2 separate regions of the Mus musculus genome follow, and region 2 is linked to region 1. The links are chromatin contacts, called in public HiChIP or PLAC-seq maps. All regions are on one chromosome and are shown on one strand. The core of a region is the stretch at or near the end of the contact, and the rest is flanking DNA. Distances in the headings are between cores, read along the strand shown. Region 1 has its middle 85 kb from the start of Runx2os3. Region 2 overlaps Runx2 (runt related transcription factor 2).

Region 1 (5,267 bases), core at 418-2,917:
AGGGATGTTGGACAGTTTTGGAAACACTTGTCACCTGTGTTTCCTCTTTTGAGAGCTGCCTGTTCATTTCATTAGCATGTTTGCTGGCTGGCAGTTTGGGGAGTTTTGGGTTAATTTTTGAACTCCCTTGTCAATTCTGAAGTATAGCTGGGAAAGATTTTTCTCCTATTCTGCTGACCGTGTTTTCGTTGTTCCTTTGGCTGTCAAGAAACTTTGGAATTCCTAGTTGATTCCTGGGACTGGTTCCTGTGGAGTTGGAATTCTATTCAGAAAGGTCTTGCTAAAGCTTTCTGTTAAAGAGCACCCCTATTTCTGTCCAGCAGTTTCATTACCTCAGAGGGGAAATTCAGGTCTTTGATCTGCTTTAAAGTTAATTGTGTACAAGGTCAGTGGTGTGGATTTGATTTCTTTCTTCTGCAGGTGTATATCCAGTTTTTCTAACACCCACCTTTAAAAACAAACAAACAACAGTGACAAACCCTGGATCTCTCACTGGGACCTAGGGCTCACAGTTAGGCTAGGCTGGCCAGCCAGCAAGCCCAGGGGCCCACCTGATGCTGTCTCCCCAGGGCTGAATTTAAAGTACTTGTCTTGTTTCACGTGGACTCTGGAGCTTGAATTCATTACTGACTGAGCTGGCTCTCGAGCCCCTGACTTCCTATTATGAAAAGACTGTTTGTTCTCTTTTAGAGAACATAGACAAGCCCTTGCTCCAGCCTCCACAAATATTTCTATAGAAGGGTTCAAGGATCAGGTTGATAGGACCCCTTTCCCACCAAGGACTTCTGCTATCAGAAGCCAAAAGCCTTATTACAGTTTGAATATATCTTCATTGTGTCCTCTATTGGATATCTGTATGAGCAGGTTGGGGTCTAGGGCAAGTCATTATGTCATAGGGTGCATCATCTTTGAAATATAGTTTTAAGGGGCCCTGGTTAGTTTTTATAAGCAGCATCTTAGCTGTGAGATCCTGGCATGAGAGCTAATTCAGTAATGTTACTGCCTTCAAAGCTTGAGACCTGGTCTGCTCCCTCAAGAGCCCACATAAAGATGGCATGCACTTGTTATCCCAGTGCTGGGGAGGCAGAGACAGGCAAGTCTCTGGCACTAGCTAGCCGGCTAGTCAAGCAGCCTACTTGGCAAGCTCCAGGACAATGGAAGCCACTGTCTCAAAATAACAGCAACTGAGGAATAGCAGCCAATGTTATCCTCTGGCTTCCACATGCCACACACGCACATGCCACACACGCACATGCACACACGCACACAACCATATACATATACACACTCTTACGGACACAGAAAGTTAGGATCCCTCTACTAAGAAACAAAGCAGCAGGAGCCCTCATCTAGGTTGTGATAAGCTAATGTTATACCTTCTAATGGCCACAGTTGCGATCTAGATGTGTTTCTTTTCTTTAGTAAGTATCCAGCCTCCAGTCTTTTGCTATAGTAACAGAAAATGGACTGGTACACACTTCATGGGACCAAGACCCTTTTTCAGGGTCATAAGCATTGTTCCTTTAACAGGCCCGCTCCTAACACTTTAAGCAATCTTACGATAAGTGGGGACACTCCCGGGTAAAAAGGCCACTACGCTTCAGCCTGTTTTTAGGCATGAATCATATTCATTGTCTTTTGTATACAAAGTGGATGACTCAACTCTGGAAGCCACCTTCTTGTAAGATGGCCTTTGCCTGGCCCGGTGAGCAAAGGCTTAGTCAAATGTTCTACTTCAGGTTAGTCTGTAATTAACAGATAATGTTCTCACTGTTGGAATAGCCCTGTTAGATGATATAAGTCCCCACTCTTAACTCACTTCTGTCTCCAACCGGAGTTACAGCCGACGAAAAGGCAAATTGTGCCATCCCCCTGCCTACAGACTCGTAGGCTTCCCCAGCTCTCTTGACATGGAACCCTCCATCTTTAGGACCTCTCTGGAGGCACTCATACAACCTAGCTCATATCCACTCTGACTTCATTCTCTACAGCTTCCCATAGCCACATCTGGGGCTAGAACACATGCCCCTGCTGCAGGTTTACCCTTGCTGTTCTTCTTTCCTGGGTGCCTATTCCCCCACATAACACAAGGTTCGCACTCGCCACTCAGTTCTCCTTGTAGTTGTAACCCTCTTCGTTCACACACAGGCACACTATATGCAGCTCCATGACTTGAATCTCTATGTCCTTTAGCCATTATGAATATGCTCTAAAGCCCTGAAGGTCTGAGATATAGCCAAACTATTCTCAGGACAACACAAATGTATTGTCACCCTCTCATGCCACCCCGATTTGCTGCTGGCATTTGTACCAGAATCATGAAAGCAAGGGAGGACAGTGCTGTATGCGTCTCTCCAGATGTGGTCCCACTCAGATAACAGCTGCATAAGGAAGAACTGGTTTCACATTGCTTTCACTTCATTGAAGGTGTTCTGTTTGATGCCACATCAGAATCAAACCAGCAATACTCTCTAAAAGTCAGTTGTGATGTGGAACCTGAAGTTGTAACAATACCATGTTTCATTAAATTCCCCCAAGAGTCCTGTACTTCCAATGTGCCTTTTACCCACATTGATGGCATTGGTGGTCACTAGACCCCCCGCTACCCATTCACTGATTAAAGGTCTCAGTTTCATGACTCCTGGAGGTACTATGTAAATGAATAATTCCATTAGGTCTAGGTCCTTGAGCACAGTTCTTCAATTCTCTAAGAATATTCATAAAGCCCTCTTCCATCAACCAAAATAGAGCCGTTGACTCAAAGGAGACTGTGTGTGGCATTGTGTGAGTTGCTAGCTTAGGTATCTGGCTATTGTATCGCAGACCAAATTTTACTTGAGACACTGCCTCCTTATAGACAGTCATGCTAACTTGGGTGTGGGTCTCTCCACAGGTACCTTCTAGAAAATAACTGTTGGTATTTGTAGCCAAAGATAAAATACAGGCTTTCAAATAAAAATTCAAAATGGTGAAAACATCTATCTACAATTTTTCTACTTAGACTTTTCTAATGAGACCGGTGATGATTTTAATAAAAGTGAGCTTAAATTTTCACTCAGGCATGGTGTCTCATGGCTGTAATCCTAGCACTTGGGAGATAGAGGCTGGAAGTTCAGAGGTTCATAGTCATCTTGAGCTGCATAATGGATTTGAGGCTAGCCTTGGTTACATGTTCCTAAGAAAAACAAAAACAAATAAACAACAACAGCACAAAACAGAGACTGTGAGAGAGCCATCTGGTAAGACTTCCAAGCCCGATGACCTGGGTTGGTTCCAGGACCTACATAGCAGAAGGACCAACTTCTGCAGTTATAAAACATGGAGGCCCTGAACCACATGCTATATGTGTGTGCGCGTGCACACGCGCGCGTACTCACACACACACACACACACACACACACAGAGAGAGAGAGAGAGAGAGAGAGAGAGAGAGAGAGAGGTGGAAAATAAAAAATAAATATAAATATATATTTAAAAACAAACTATCTGTTTTAGCATTAATTTATCACCGTATCAACAAGCAGCGTAGCTATCCTCAAAATGTGTCAACTTCAAGTATAGTTGCCTGATGGTTCTGCATCCTGGGGTAACTGCATCTGCTCGATTGGTCAACTCATGGTGGAGGACTAGGAAGGAGGAGAGAGAGGAGGAGAAGGAGAGAGATGAGGATGGGGAAGGGAAGGAGACTGAAGGGGGAGGGAGAGGGGGAGAGCGGGAAAGGGAAAGGAATGGAGGAAAAAGGAGGAGGGAAGGGAGGAGAAGGAGAGAAGACTGAGGGAATGGAGGAGGAGGGAGAGGGGAGGAGGGAGAGGAGAAGGATTAGAGGAGGAAAGAGGAAGAGGAAGAGTGGGAGGAAGGGGAAGGGAATGGAGGAGGAAGGAGGAAGGAGAGGAGGAGAGAGAAGGGGGAGGAGGAGGGAAAGAGGAGATGGAGAAGGGGGAGGATTGGAGGAGAAGGAAGGAGAGGAGGAGACAGTTTATTGCCCTACGTTGTTTCCTACTTTCAAAAGTGACACATTTCAAAAGAAGAAAACTGGAATAGTGCACAGAGCATGAAGAAGACAAACAATGGTAACCCCACCCAACACCCAGAATGAAATCACGGGCATTCAGTATAAATCTGCAACCATCTTTACGTTATAGCACAGGACTATCATGTGGCTCACGGTCTGAAAACAGAGTCCACTCACACCACAGGACACACAATTTCTGTATCACAGTAACTAGTGTTTTAGGGGGGAGGGGTTGTTTGTTTTTTAACATATAGACTAGCCCATCGCCATCTGGGATATATTACAACGTTATTTGTTTAGCCAGGTCCCCTCTTTGGGCATTATGGTTGTTTTTACCCTTCTATGCTGCACGCTGACAACCTTAAACACAAATTGCACACTTCTTCAATTCTTTCCTCAGGGAGTTACCAAAAACAGAATTATTGGGTCAAAATGTATACACAATTAAGAAAATTTTAGACAGACTCATAAAGATATAATTGACATACAATAAACTAAATTTATTTCATGTGCACAATTTCATTATTTTCAACATGTACATAAGCCCAGGGGGAAAGAATGTTTTAAAATAAATTAAATTTAATAAATAAGTTAAAAAAATAAACTCATGGAATCATTACCATTATTGTTGCAGTCAAGAGGATGAAAATGTCTGTCAACCTTGTGAGTTTTATTGGGTCCCTTTCTGCATGCCTCTGTGTGTGTGTGTGTGTGTGTGTGTGTGTGTGTGTGTGTGTGTATACACATGTGAGTCTAGGTGTTTAACATAGGGTCTCCCAGTGGCCCAGAGCTCACCAGACAACTTCAGTTATTTATTAGCATTTTGAAAGGTTTCTAATAAATAGAATAATTCAACATATTTTGTTCTCCCTCTGACTGCTTTCTTAATGTAATTCCTTTAAAATTCAATCACAGTATTTTATCTATTAGTAATACATTCTTTTTAATAGCTAAATTGTATTTTATTGTAAAGATGAAAGTATGCTTCTAGCTGTAACAGTCTTGTTCTAGACTATAAGATTCAGGCTATAGCCTTCATATGATCCTGTACCATATAAGCATGGCCTCTAACAATTCTTCATCCAACCCCACAAACTTCCTCGCCTCTGATCACACTGCTTCCCACACTGAATCCAGGAGAAAAAAAATCCTCCACAGGAACCAGGAGAAGAGCCATCTGAACAGAGGGTGCGGGTGACCCCTGAAGAGTCCTGGCTCTGATCCCCAAGCCTGGCATGGCCGGCTGTGGCAGCAG
Region 2 (5,213 bases), core at 331-2,830, 140 kb after region 1:
ATTCACAGCTTCCATTCTGAACGCCAATTCTCACTGTATAAAAGCTCACTGGGTTGTATAGACCCTGGCTCTGGTTAATCTTGGTATGTGAGGTTTTTACTTATTTGCAAAGTTTTTTATAATAAGGTTTACTTTAAAACATTATTTTGTTAACTTGGAAGAACATATTAAGAAAATGAACTCTCTTGTGTTGTGTGTGTTGTGTGTCTTGTCTCTCTCTTGTGTGTCTCTTGTGTTTGTCTCCTTTCCCTTCCCCTCCTTTCTCTCGTGTATGTGTGTGTGTGTCAGTGTAGGGGTGTGTGTGTCAGTGTATGTATGTGTGTGTCAGTGTGTGTCAGTGTATGTATGTGTGTGTGTGTCAGTGTGTGTGTGTGTCAGTGTGTGTGTGTCAGTGTGTGTGTGTCAGTGTGTATCAGGGTATGTGTGTGTGAGTGTGTGTGTCAGTGTGTATGTATATGCATGTTTACAAGCAGAGCCCAGAGATTTTCAGTGTCTTTTTCAATCACCTTATGTTTTTGAGACAGAGTCTCTCTCTAAACAGGGAGCTTATCAATTCGGCTGGGTTGGCGGAGGGATCCACCGGTTTGTATCCCCCCACCCCCCAGCTGACTTTTCTTTGGGTGCTTAAGATCTGAACCCACATCCTCATGCTTCAAAGGCAGGATTTTTCCAAGTGACTCTTCCCATCCCATCCTTCCTTTAGATCCTCTACAATACATAATGGAAAAGCAAGTACTGCTGGGCAAATGGATAGCAGTTTGGTCTCCAGAAGTCATAATCCAAGAATCAATTTTAGATTGCACATAAAACATTCCTCTGTATCTTCACACTGAGATTTTAAAGGGATTTTATATCGGTTGTCTCTGAATTGGTCCCTTCATACCAAACATGACTAAGCAGAACAACACTGGACTCCACTTCATCCCCTAATAATTAGAAAAACACACCTTTGGGAGAAGTGCAGAAAACCATGCTAAAGGAAACATCAGAATGAGAAATAGAGCCAATATTTAAGACAATGAAATGACTAACAAGCTCTGCAGTTACACACACACACACACACACACACACACACACGGTGCCTCAAATCTCCAGTATAAATATTTGTTTTCAATGTTGTAATAATCTGTGCTTTTCACAGCATTACTCACAAAATCAGACAGACCAGCCGATCCTAAGGCTAGGAAAGTCTGTCACACTGGAGGAAAGAGAGCAGGCAAGAGCAGGGGACCCTGGCAACAGCAACTACTCCTTAAACCCACCCCAGTTTTAAGGATATTGCTGGAATAATATACTTCCACTCTGTGAAAGGGAAAGGGGACAGATGGTAAAAGATGTGTGAGCTTGTGTGTTTGTATCCAGAGACCCAGAGCAAAGGAGAAGGAAGGAGCCAAAGGCTGTGCGGGTGGAAGAGAGGACCGGGAAGAGGGGGAACGATCTTGCTAGGCCTTGATTAGGAACATTTTAAAGGAAGGGTGGATAGTCTTTGAAACCAGATCCGCTGCAGGAAGGAGGCCAGCACCCAGGACACCCTGTCTTTCAGAAGGGGCCACCCACGGTGCCGCGAGTCATATGACTGCTCTGTCACATCCTGAAGCCATTTCCAGCCCATGCACACGTCTGTGCTCCCATTTAGAGAGGATGGGATATATTGGGAACACACATATGGAAACACTTTCAGAGAATCAGTTTCCATGAAATTCATAATGAGCCAAGTGGCTTCAGATGTGGCTGCGTTCCTCCGATTAGCCAGGAAAAAAAAAAAAAAAAAAAAAAAAAGAGGAGGGGAAAAAGGAGGGAAAAGGGGGCAAATCCACCCTTTCAGACCCTATTTCAGTTTCAGAAAAATTAAAAACCACTAATGAGTTATGGCTACGAAAATATGGAGCCAGGATTAAAATGGGAGAAACTAGGAAAACGAGGCAAAGAGATTGGGAAGCAGTAGTCTTTCCCCCTAAAAATAACAGCTTCTATATCGTAATCTTATCTTGAATCTGGGGCGGCTTTCCTGTGATGGTATCTACCCGGAGCAGTGTAATTAATTTTCTGACATCCTGGCCGAAAGCAGTGAAGTGCGCATGTGCGCACGAGGGAGCCCAGGGAGGCGGGGAGCAGGGGCGGGAGGCAGAGGCTAGGAGAGCAACTCTTATTTGATAGCATATGTGGTCAATTAAGATTATTTTAAAAATTACAACTAAATGATAAATTGTTCCTAAGAAAAATCTTTTTCTTTCTCTTTCTTTCTTCCTTCCTTTCTTATTTTTATTTTTAAAGCTAGAATACAGAGAGTGCAGCCTGGTACTTTCTCATGACTTGAGCTAGTGGTAACTTGGACTGTATTAAAAGTATAAAGTTAGTTGACATCTTACATATGTGACACCAAAGCTTAAGCTGACAGGAAGCCATGGAACAGAAGAAAACAGCAAGTGGAAAGGCTCCTCACGGGATACCTGAGTGATATTGGTAGCTTAAAATATCTTATATTAAGACAGACAAAAAGTTCACATGATTTTTTTCTTAGATAAAACATGAGATTTGAATATACTCTCCTCAGGGTTAACTATGGGTGCCAATGGGCTGGGTAGCATGGGGAAGGGGTCCTCAGTTTTCATTTGCCCTGTGGGGTGCAGTGGAAAGCTGAGCAGCATTTCCTTGCAGCCTGGGGGCAAGCCTAACCCCACGCTGCAGGAATGCTCCGACCTGCCATTTCGGGCTGATGGGCTGGGAACCAGACCTAGTGACTGCTTAACCAACCAGGCTCTGCTCTTCCCCTGAGCTCCTCTAAGTGTTCTGGTATTTACATCATCCCACATGTGAACGGAGATTGGCTTAAATGGATGAATGGCCAACCCAGCAGCTGAGGCCGCGCTACCACAGCTCTGGTGAGCAGGCAGGATGACATCCATAACACCCTTGCTACTTATATTATAAGTAGATCTTCCACAACGGAGACTGCGTCACCAACCCCATCTTCTGAATGACAAACTCAAAGCTCAAAGAAGTGATTCCCGTAAAGTTACAGTTCTTGTAAGCAGATGAGTACACAGTGACCCTGGCCCTAGAACTGTGTGTCCCTTCTGCCACCATCTCTGCTAAGGTACTCTCTCAAGTCAACTCCGATGAATAACAGTCTAGCTAAGGCTGATGGTAACGCAGGTGGCGGCTGTGGGGATGGAGCTGAGATAGGGCATGGCGAATTGGTGTCTGCTACCTCTTGCCATAACTGACCCTGCTCTTGAATGTGGGTATTGTCAATATCACTGATGCCCTGTGCGGGCCTAAGTAAATCACATTTTATATTCCTTAGGCTCCCTGGCTCCTGCCCCAGGGAAACAGTGAAAGCACATGGCCGACATCTCTTCTTCTTACCTCTGTTACTGATTATTGGGAGCAAGCTAGAAAACCCATGAATCCAGACTCTGAATGCTCAAGTTCCTGACTGGCGCACACACTTGGCCCAAGGGTCCAACCAGAGTCTTGTCTAAAAGACTCTGCCTGGGAAGAGGGGCATGTGACATGGGAAAAGGAGACTAAGTTCTACTGTCCTCTAATACACAGACTGTATTTTTTAGATAGAGTTTCACATTTGTCCTATAAAGTGGCCCCTCTATATCAAATCCCAACCCAGCCTCAGACTAGCCCTCTGGAGTGGTTTGAATGAGATGTCCCTACCCTGTGTGCCCACAGTTCTTAAGCATTTGAATAATTGATCCCCAGTTGCTGGTGCTGTTTTGGGAGGCTTAGGAGGCGTAGCCTTGTGGAAAGAAGTGTGTCAATGGTGACAGACCTTGAGGTTTCAAAAGCCCCATGCCATTCCCTATTAGCTCTGTTTCCTGTTTGTGGTCTGAGATGTGGGCTCTCAGCTTCCAACTCCAGCTGCCATGTCTGCTATTCTGCTGTCCCCGACAGAATGGACCATAACCCTTGGGAACCATAGGCCCCAAATAAACTCTTTCTTCTCTAAGTTGCCTTGGTCATGGTGTTTTACCACTGCACTAGAAACATAACTAAAACATCTTTCAACAAATCTCACACTGATCCACAAGACAAGCCAGGGGAAGGAGTTGGTTCCAGATGACAGATAACTCCAAGACAGAATCATGCCAAGTCTAACCTATGGTTCTCCGAGATAGACTAAGAGGGCTTAGCATGGTGATGAGCCAATGTAGACCCTGGGGCATCCTGTCCAGTCCAAACTGCCCAAGGCCCCCAAACCTAGATCCTGAACCAGATGACCACCCGACTTTCTTTCTCGTTGGTGGCTTGCATGCTCCAGGTCAACCGGGATCGCTTTCCCTCTCTGTTACCCACACCTCCCCACTCCTTCCCATTCCTTCCCCTTTGCCTCCCTCCCTCCATACTGGGGACTGAACCTGGAGCCTTCTGCATGCTCGGTAAGCACTCTACCACTGAGCGAGCTATTCCTAGCCCTCTTTACTTTATATTTTGAGGCAGGGTCGCCGTCATTCACCCTGTAGACCTTCAACTCATTCTGATGCTTTATGAGGGAACTGAACTGTATTCTCCTGAGGGACTCCTCCAGGCCTCTGCCTGCTGGGTAGTTAGGATCACAAGCTCATGGGGTCCAAGTTTGCCTTGGTATTTGTTTTCTCTTCTCCTCCCCTTGAACCTTTCTCTCCTCTTGAAATTGCAAACAGCCTCCAAATCTGCCTTCACGATCCCTTCTGACTGGGACTTCCCTCCTCTACCCCATGGGCCCTAGCACTCTCACCTGCTGCTCTTCCTGGGGTTTCCAATTGGGCCCTGCATGGGTTCTCAAAGGGACAAAAAATCACCCTGCCACCTTTACTGACCTAAGTTCTCTTGGACTAGAACTCTGTTCTGCTCCCTTTGAACAACTCAAAGCCCTTCTCGGAGACATAGATGAGAGATATCACACACATGCTCGAGGCAAGGATAAAGGCATGGCATTACAATTGTCAATTATACAATTACAACTTGTCTTTGGGACAGTTTGTGTGTTCCTTCTGACTTGTGCCTATATAACCAGCTGCCTTTCCTGTAATACTATACCTATATGAATTTGAGCCCACAGAACTCACCTGAGTTATCCCCATACTCATAGATCTCCTACACTCCCCCCAACCGAGTTCCACAGTGCATCTCTTGCTATAACCCCTGCCCTGCCTTGCTCCCTTATCCTATGGACAACACATACTTAAACTTCAGTCCCAGAAACAATCAGGTCTCAC

What was found. HiChIP or PLAC-seq counts read pairs in DNA pulled down with a chosen protein or histone mark.
Region 2: a FOXA1 HiChIP or PLAC-seq map of pancreatic cancer cells shows a contact between it and region 1. The contact joins two enhancer-like sites. A contact is called at or near these places in 10 of 484 Hi-C or Micro-C datasets (CD8 T cells, Th2 cells, cortical neurons and 7 more) and 7 of 115 datasets of contacts at active chromatin or transcription factors (CD8 T cells, bone marrow-derived macrophages, effector CD8 T cells and 4 more).

Annotation. Positions count from the first base shown.
Region 1 is chr17:44,474,459-44,479,725 of GRCm38.p6, forward strand. No RefSeq gene overlaps it. Among named protein-coding and RNA genes, the nearest start is that of Runx2os3, 85 kb to the right of the region's middle. Within about 2 kb of position 1,668, at least 19 of the 459 cell types and tissues checked have an H3K27ac peak or open chromatin away from gene starts, as enhancers often do. A contact at or near this core is called in pancreatic cancer cells, where this site is marked.
Region 2 is chr17:44,616,826-44,622,038 of GRCm38.p6, forward strand. All of the region lies in intron 5 of Runx2 (runt related transcription factor 2), which reads right to left. Among named protein-coding and RNA genes, the nearest start is that of Runx2os3, 57 kb to the left of the region's middle. RefSeq lists an enhancer at 895-2,819. Within about 2 kb of position 1,581, at least 76 of the 459 cell types and tissues checked have an H3K27ac peak or open chromatin away from gene starts, as enhancers often do. A contact at or near this core is called in pancreatic cancer cells, where this site is marked.